2 separate regions of the Mus musculus genome follow, and region 2 is linked to region 1. The links are chromatin contacts, called in public ChIA-PET maps. All regions are on one chromosome and are shown on one strand. The core of a region is the stretch at or near the end of the contact, and the rest is flanking DNA. Distances in the headings are between cores, read along the strand shown. Region 1 has its middle 39 kb from the start of Adamts10. Region 2 holds the start of Myo1f (myosin IF).

Evidence for each region. ChIA-PET counts read pairs in DNA pulled down with a chosen protein or histone mark.
Region 2: a contact with region 1 is called in an RNA polymerase II ChIA-PET map of effector CD8 T cells, with 81 read pairs. The contact joins the promoter of Myo1f here to the enhancer-like site in region 1. A contact is called at or near these places in 3 of 39 promoter capture datasets (hippocampal neurons, macrophages and maxillary cranial neural crest), 1 of 15 datasets of contacts at CTCF or cohesin (CD8 T cells), 4 of 115 datasets of contacts at active chromatin or transcription factors (CD8 T cells, effector CD8 T cells, embryonic stem cells and 1 more) and 4 of 9 other capture datasets (adipose tissue, embryonic stem cells, liver and 1 more).

Annotation. Positions count from the first base shown.
Region 1 is chr17:33,482,419-33,486,812 of GRCm38.p6, forward strand. No RefSeq gene overlaps it. Among named protein-coding and RNA genes, the nearest start is that of Adamts10, 39 kb to the right of the region's middle. Within about 2 kb of position 1,808, at least 44 of the 459 cell types and tissues checked have an H3K27ac peak or open chromatin away from gene starts, as enhancers often do. A contact at or near this core is called in CD8 T cells, effector CD8 T cells and memory CD8 T cells, where this site is marked.
Region 2 is chr17:33,553,071-33,557,464 of GRCm38.p6, forward strand. It overlaps Myo1f (myosin IF), which reads left to right and starts at 2,637. Exons shown (of 28, transcript NM_053214.2): 1 at 2,637-2,786. The coding sequence starts at 2,784. Adamts10 (a disintegrin-like and metallopeptidase (reprolysin type) with thrombospondin type 1 motif, 10) reads left to right here. Exons shown (of 25, transcript NM_172619.4): 25 at 15-712. The coding sequence ends at 124.

The DNA.
Region 1 (4,394 bases), core at 558-3,057:
CGTAGGTGGAGAACACCTGAACACAGGTAAGAGGGATATTTGCAAAGCCAAAGTACACGCTCCCAGTGATGCTCACAGTGGCCCTGGCAATGGCTGAGTGGAGGCAAGGAAGGTAGGTCAAGCGTTCCAGTTCATCCACAATGCACAGCAAAAATTAAGCAAGCCTGGGCTATGTGAGACCATGTCTCAGAAAGAGGGGAGGGAGGGAAGGGGAGAGAGAGAGAGAGAGAGAGAGAGAGAGAGAGAGAGAGAGAGAGAGAGAGAGAGAGAAACAATCATGTAGGAAGCTGGTTCACCCTTGTCACAAACAAAAGAAATATTCGTTGGCACCATGAGATAACAAAGTTTCCCACTGAAATTAGCAAAGATTTAGAAAATCGATAAAACTCAGTGCTATCAAGGATGCGGTGAGATGGGCACTTGGGGGACTTCGAGGGTGGCGATATAGATCACTTCCTGGCAAAGCAGTCAAGAAATATGAAAGGAGGCTGGGGAGATAACTCCTATCCCCAGCACCTACTTAAAACCCCAGCTTGGTACTGTGTGTCCATAGCCTCAGCCCTGGGGGATCCCAGCTTGGTAGTATGTGTCCATAGCCTCAGCATGGGAGATGGACTCTTAAGGACCCCTGGTGCCCTCTGGGCAGCCAGTATAGCCAACTTGTCAGAACTCTAGGTCAGAGTTTGAGAGACCTTACCTCAAAAACAATATGGAGAGCTGGCAAGATGGTTTAGCAGGTAAAGGCATTTGTTATCAAGCCTGAAACCCTGAGACCCACAAATTCTCCTCTGATCTCCACACAAGCATTGTTGCACACTTGCCATGACATTTGCATAACACCATACATACACACACCACAATAATAAATAAATAAATGTAGTTTTTATATAGAAAATATACTGGAAGGAGGGAGGAAAAACTCTTGATATCGACCTCCACGTGTACAAGTACATACTCAAATAAATCTTCCATATACATACATAAGTATGCATACATGCATACACAAAATAATCAATAATTTAAATGTTTTTATTTAATCTCAGCTTAAATATCTCCTTCTATGGATGGTACCCGAGTACCTATTCTGGACTCCAAGGGAGTAGTCTACTTTAGCTGTCACCTCAGCCTCACCCTGAGTCTGTCCTCCATCTCCACAGATCTACGGCATAGACACTAGAATAAATACCGGAGGCATGAAATATTTAGAGAAGAGAGGTCTCTGTGTGATTGTTGGGTGGGTTTCGATGCAGGTGAACATTGCTTTCAGGGTCTGGAAGATTCTCCCAGCACAACTCACTAAAGCCAACAGAGGTTAACGATTTTAAGAGATCAATAGCTGCCTTCACAGCAAGGGTACCAGGAGGGTTGGTGTCTAGCATGACTCCCCGTCAGATTCATGGAAACGGGGTTGAAAAAGGCATCCCTTCACTGACCTATGTGGATCTTTTCTGATTCAGAAGGGTGGCTGAAGATAGGGGAGCCACAAGGTTGTTCTCACGGCGGTGAACAGCCCAGCCCATTCCCTGGAAAAGCCTCAGAGCCCCGAGACATTGCACTCTCACAAGGTTCAGTGAGCCTTGATAGAAGCTCAGGGCCCTACACTCTCACAATGAGTGAGCCCCAGGCTTCACAGAAGCCCTCATCAAAACCCAATCTCTAAAACTGAGAGGCCTTGGTGGGAACTTAGATTTCTAGAGGAAAATGCAAAGCACTGTGAGACCTGGAACGACCCACCTCCTCCTCTCCTCCCTCCCTGCCCTCACCCCACCACTACAACCCAGAGGCCGGAAGTTGGTACCGCCTATGCCCAACCCACAAGCCCAGCTGGAGTCGTAGGTGCCAGGAACAGGCTGGTGGGCAGGAAGTGGGGGTGGGCAAGATTTAACGTTCCAATCCCTGCCTTGTCAGTGGCACACTTGAACACGAGCCTTTTCTGGATAGAGCCTCCATTACTGTACCTATTAAGTGGGCACAGAATTGGTGCAAGAGTTATCCTGAAGCCAGGCAGTGCTCAGCCTACCACCAAAGTAATACTCAGTTCCTTATTTATCGCAGTGCTGAGATTTAAACCAGAACTCTCGCATTCCAGGCAAGCACTCTGGTTAGTACCCAGCTATCTCCCTTAGTCTTGGTTTTGTAGCTTATTTTTCTTTTGCTTTTAAAGTGTGTGAGAGAGAGAGTGTGTGTGTATGTGCGCGCACACGCGTGCGCATGCACATGTGCGTGCATTGTATTATGTATGTATACATATTTGTTCAGGTGCATGCCTGTGCCCTTCTCTATCGCTTCCCATCTGATTCTCTTGAGACAGAGTCTATCACATCACAGATCACAGAACACATCATTTTTCTGCTTTGTAGGTGAACAACAAGCCCAAGCAATCCTCCTGCCTCCACCTCACCACACAGGGGTTATAGGTACAAACGTTTTACTGGGGAATCAGACTAAAGTCTTCCTGCCTCCTAATGCTAGGATATTTCCATTTTTGTTTTGTCTTGTTTCATTGGTGGGGGAGTGTTTCATTTTTTTGAGACAATATCTGATTCTGGCTAGCCTAAAACTGGCTATATAGAACAGGCTGGCCTTGAACTCACAGAGATCAACCTGTCTCTGTCTCCGGACTAATGAGATTAAAGGTCTGCATCACCATAGCCAGCAATAAATGCATTTATTAATTTATAGAAAAGAAAAAAATAGAGTCACTTATAGGAAATAGTTCAACTAGAGATTGTCAAGCTAAGCAAAATAGGCAGAAGCAGAGAGATGGCTTAGTGGGCAAGTGTGCTTGGTGAGCAAGCACCAGGACAAGAGTTAATGGTTAGGGCTAACCTTGTACATGCTCCAGATTCAGCAAGAGACCCTGTTGAATGAATAATGCAGAGAGTGACAGAGAAGGACACCCAAGGCCATCCCCCAGCCTCCATGCATTCACTATACATCCCACACAAAGAAGCACAGAAAGAGAAAACTAAGCAAGACTCAGAAAGAGAAACACCTATTCAGCATGCCTCCCCTCACACATGGACTCTGGATTTAGACATATACATGGCATAAAAGTAGAAGGGGGAACTTTGAGGGTTGAGGACAATGGGATATATATCCCAGGATTATTGGCATGTAAATATCACAATGAAACCCATTGATTTGTTTCCTTTTGAGCTTGCGTCAAATTTCTTATTATATGTGGGGGAGCTGGAGGAGGTATATGAATGCACGTAGAGGTCAAAGGACGATTTTGTGGGGTCAGTTCTGTCCTTTCACCTGCAGGTGAGTTTTGAGGATAAAACTTAAATTGCATCAGGCTTGAGCTTTGCAAGCATCTTTACCACTGAGCCGTCTCACTAGCTTTTTGTTTTGTTTTGCTTTTTGACACAGGTAGCCCAGGCTAGCCTAAAACTCACTGTGCATCTGAGGACGATTTTGAATTCCTGATCCTAGTGTCTCTACCTTCTGAATGTTTGTATTACTAGGCATGTACCACCACATGTGAGTTTTAAAACACATTACTTTATACAATGAATATATACTAATTAAAAGAAAGTGTTGTGCCGGGCGTGGTGGCACACGCCTTTAATCCCAGCACTCGGAAGGCAGAGGCAGATGGATTTCTGAGTTCGAGGACAGCCAGGGCTATACAGAAAAACCCTGTCTCAAAAAAAAAACAAAAACAAAAACAAAAACAAAAAAAAAAGAAAAGAAAAGAAAAGAAAAGAAAAAAAGTGTTGCATATGTGTGTGTATGTGTGTGTGTGTGTGCGCGCACACACACACAAATACTATGCACCTTAAACAGAGGTTCAAGTCTTGTTGTGACAGTGTACATGAATTACATAGATTTCCACTATCAGAATTCTAGATTCTAAGGACTGATTACCCTGTGCCTTAAATGTACCTGGCACACAGTAGGTGCCTGTATTGAATGAATGAGTGGGTGAGTGAGTGAATAAAAAATATTATTTGGTTCTCACAGCATTCCTAGGACATACCTTTAAACTTCTTTTTGATCAAAGAAGAAAGAGTGGCCCAGTGATTCATTTGACCAGGGTCACACAGTTGATTGAAGCTGGGTTTGGAACATGGTCACCTGAAACTCCCTTACACCTAGTTAGGCTGGATTTGGAAGCAATTTCCCCAGCGTACTATCAAGGTCAGAACGCATCTCACCTGGGCTGCCTATGGGGTTAGATAAGTGGCCACATTGTAGGTCAGGATTCAGTGCCCATAGAGTCCTGGAGCCTCAGTTTCTCTACTATGAACTAAGATCAGGAGCCAGAGACTTCTCTGCATTAGTACAGCCTCCAGCCCTTACAGCTTCCTTCCTTGCCTATCTTCAAAATGATGCTCAGCATAAGAATATCTCTTTCCCTGCTCCCATTGATAGCCTGGGTGGGAAGT
Region 2 (4,394 bases), core at 1,387-3,886, 71 kb after region 1:
CCTTACCACTGCAGAATGCAAGGATGTGAACAAGGTGGCTTACTGCCCCCTGGTGCTCAAATTTCAGTTCTGTAGCCGAGCCTACTTCCGCCAGATGTGCTGCAAAACCTGCCAAGGCCGCTAGGGTACCTGGAACCAACCTGGAGCACAGGCTGAGGCAGGGGACATCCCACTGGAGAGGGCATGAGGGAAAGGGGGGCTTGAATTGAAGGGTGAGATGCAGTTGAAAGTTATTTATTGGGTAACCCTACAGGGCTCCTGACTAAGGGGTGGAGAAGAGCTGGCTACCCAGGGACCCTCTGCTGTATCTTGCCCAGTTGATAGTGAAGAGAGAGGACTCCTTGTTGCACACATATTTAAGTCCCTAGCACCCCTCCCACCCTTTGATCGGAATATGTACTGTGAAGAGTGGGGGTGGGGAGGGGTGTGCTGGTGCCCTGCCCCCTGCACTGTTCTATCCCTACACTCTGAGCTGGGGGGATTTATATCTGCTATGGGGGGGGTAGGCTTGATACCACCTCCCTGTAGCCCTCCCCCAGACTGACGAAGGGGAAGATCCACCCCAACCTCTGCCCTGCCTGCCCCAGGGGGGAGTTCAACATCCAGGCCGTTCCCCATCATGGTGCTACAAGCCCTGCCCTGGGGCCCACACACTCCTCACCAAGAAGCCTTACATTAATAAAGTTCTGTCTTGTGTAGATTTCTGCTCCTGACCGGGTGTGTGTCTCTGTATAGGCATTCCATCCAGGATGTCCCCAAGGATCAAACGGAACCACAGCCAGGGTTAGCAAGATGTCTCAGTGGGTAAAGACACTTGCTGCCAAGCCTAAATTTAACTCATGGGAACCACATGGTGGAAGGAGAGAACCAACTCCTATAGGTTGTACTCAGCCTTCCACAAGCTTACTGTGGCATGTGTGCCCGCACAGTACACACATAAATGAATGAACAACTAGAGGCTTTCTTTAAGACACGGGGGAAGTAGTCCACATTTCCTTGGGGGGAGAAAGGACTTTGGCCACTACAGATAAAAACCTATCACTTTAAGACGAAAGCAGTTTCTTACCGAGTCTAACAAGTGTCCAGTCCTTTTGTACTCTCAACTAAATATGATCCTCTCCCACCCTTCCACATGTGGAGTTGTGCTATTGGCCCTGGATATTGGAGAAGAATATAGACTTCTCACCTATGGAAAGAGAGCACAGGACACAGAGACATTCCCAGTCTCTGTGGCATGGACCAAAGATGGATTAGAACACAGGTCCCTGTTAGGCTCTCACCAGTCTGGTTTGGTCTTAGCCACCTCCCCAGTGGGTAACATGAGGAGGTGACAACTTCTAGGAACTGTCATTTCCTCCATGTCAACAGAAGACTCATTTGTGATCTGGTCTTCCAAAGACCAAGTACTGAGCTAACGTATGGTAGGCCCTACATGTGCTGGCTGCTGCTGATAGAGCCAAGTCAGGAAAACAGCAAGGCTGTAAGTGTGAAAACCCAGATTGGGCCAGGAATGGTGTGTACATCTTTGGGCCCCACAATCCAGAGGCAGGAGGATCTCTGAGTTTGAGACCAAATTTGCTACTTACAAACTCCAGACAAGTCAAAATTATACAGTGGAAACCCTATCTCAAAAACAAAAACCACAACAATATCCAGATTTGGGGTGGAGTGACAGTGGGAGGTGCTTGCTGGATAGAAGGCTCAACTGGATAGAAGATTACTTCCTGTAATTTCAGAGGACCACAGTTCAATTCCAAGCACCCATATCAGGTGGTTAACAGATGTAAACTCCCAGAGATCCAGTGCCTCCTGGGTTCCAAAGGTCTCGGTCTCTGTCTCTGTCTCTCTGTCTCTGTCTCTGTTTCTCTCTGTGTCTCTCTCTTTCTCTTTCTCTCTCTCTCTCTCTCTCTCTCTCTCTCTCTCTCTCTCTCTCTCTCTCTCTCAAGGCCAATAGCTCACTTTTCACAACAAGCATCAGGGCATGAGTTTGAATCCCCAGACCCCACATAAAGCCAGATAAAGGTAACAAATATCTGAGACATGGAGATAGGAGGTGGAGACAAGAGAATCCAGGAAGCTTGCAGACTAGCCTGATTTCCACAGTAGGAAAACAACAGTGATGCCTATTTCAAGGAGAAGGGTGAGAACTGGCACTCACCTAAGGTTGTCTTCTGACCTCCCTCCACACATTCATATGCACCCATATAGAAACGCACACAAAGAGAAATACAGACATTAAAGGGAAATAAGTCTTGTGGTGTCTTCTACTCCAGTTAAACTTCCCTTACTAACAGACCTGGCTTTGGAGGAACAGTCTACAGGGAGGACCATAAAGGGTTTCCATGGGAACTCTGAGCAGACACACATCTGAAATGGTACTTCCTTCCCCTGATTCTGAAGAGAACTAAGCGGCCAGTCCTGCAGTCAGCTGATTTGGGTGCTTTTTGCTGTAACTCTTTTCTTGAGGTAGATGATGGATAAAGGACTTTCTCTAGTCTGGCAGTGACTGCCCGCCAACTTTGACCTATCCCTTCAGGGTAAGCTCCAAACGGTTCCCTCAGCCCTGTCATTGCTGCTAGAGCTCAGAGCACTGTCCCCGCCCTCAGCTTCCCTCCCCTGTGGTCATGAGCCCTCCCGCAAAGGAAGTAAAAGAGGGGCTGTTACAAGAGGAACTAGGGCCAAGAGCCTGTGAAGGAGGAGAGCCATGCCAGAGCCACCCCCTAGAACCCTCTGAGCCTGCACCCCTGTCATTACCCACAGGAGCCTACATACCATCCCTCACCATGGTAAGTTGTTCAAGGTGGGATCTGGGAGTGGTAACCTGGTAGCACCCTCAAAACTTGGGGCAATGGTTATGAGAACCACAGAGCCTTCAGAGACAGAGTTCCATAGGACAGCACAGAGCACCCCATGTCCCTCACCAAGAATCAAGCTCCAATCTGCATCTGCCAGGCTGGGTATGAGGACCAATACTGCAACATAAATAGGAAAGAAAGTGTCCCTGAAGGAATTACACAGTCGTCAGGAAGAGAACATGTCCCTTTTCAGGGGCTTAGAGAACTAGGTTATCAACTCATCTCAGAACTAGTCTTCCCCTGCAGTTTGAAACAAGCTCTTCCCTCTCTTAGCCTCTGTTTCTAGAACTCTTATTTAGAAGTTGGTCTGGAGAAAGGAGTGTTTGAGGGGTGTAGGGCTTTTCTTGGGAACATTCATCAGAGGGATCTGTAGGTTTGGCCACTCTCATGGGGTGGGATAACAGTGCAAGTGATCCTAGGTGGTTTGACTATAACAATCACAGGGGCAGATGATAGCTCAGTGCGGGTGCTTGGCTAGTGTGCTCAAGATCCTGGGTATCATCTCTAGCACTGAAAATAAGTCATCATCATCCTCATTTAACTTCCAGGACCAGTTAATTTTACTAAGGAGGAGTTGGAGATGTGGGTGTGCGGCAGAAGATAGCAAAGGATGAAAAGGAGGGGGAAGAGAGAGCTAGGAGAAGAAAAGGAAAAATAGGAATGGAGATAAGGAATAGAAAGAAGAGGAGAGGGAGGGGATGGGGGTTTTCATAGGGGAAACCAAGAAAGGGGATAACATTTGAAATGTAAATAAAGAAAATACCTAATGAAAGAAAGAAAGGAAGGAAGGAAGGAAGGAAGGAAGGAAGGAAGGAAGGAAGGAAGGAAGGAAGAAAAAAAGAGGAGGAGATGGAGGACTAGGTGGAGAAAGGATAGAGGAAAGGTATACAAAGGAGAGACCGTTCTCCCTACTACCCAAGGATGGCAGTGGAGACGCTGCAGACAGAGATGTCACTACAAGTTCAAGTTGAAGTCTGTTGATGATGAGAAGGCTGGAGAATGATCAGCACCATGCATGGGTCTAGACTTAGCAGCATCATGGCACATACAATAAAAGCCAGTAGTGATTACACAAATCACCCCATGGCTCCACAAACCCACAGTTCACTTCAGCTTTCAATTTTTGTCATTCTGTCAATGAGAACAAGGGCATGTTCTTAGGAAAAGAATAGTTGTTGGGGTTCTTGGAGGTTATAGCAAACAGGACTGGAGTGGAGGCAGGGAGGTGAGGTGAAAGAGACCATTTTTTTAGAAAGCCAGTGAGAGCTGGGGCTGAGTCTGGGCTCTGGGTAGAATGCTTACTGTCATACACATAGCCTTAGGTTCCATTCTGAGCATCACATAAACTGGGCATGGTACTGTACACCTGTTGTCCCAGAACTTGGGAAGTGGATGCAGAAGTTCAAAGTCCTCCATGACTAGAGCAAATTTAAGGCCAGCCTGTGCTACATGAAGCCCTTTCTTTTAAAAGGAGGAGGAGGAGGAGGAGAAGGAGGAGGAGGAGGAGGAGGAGGAGGAGGAAAGAAAAGGAGGAGGAAA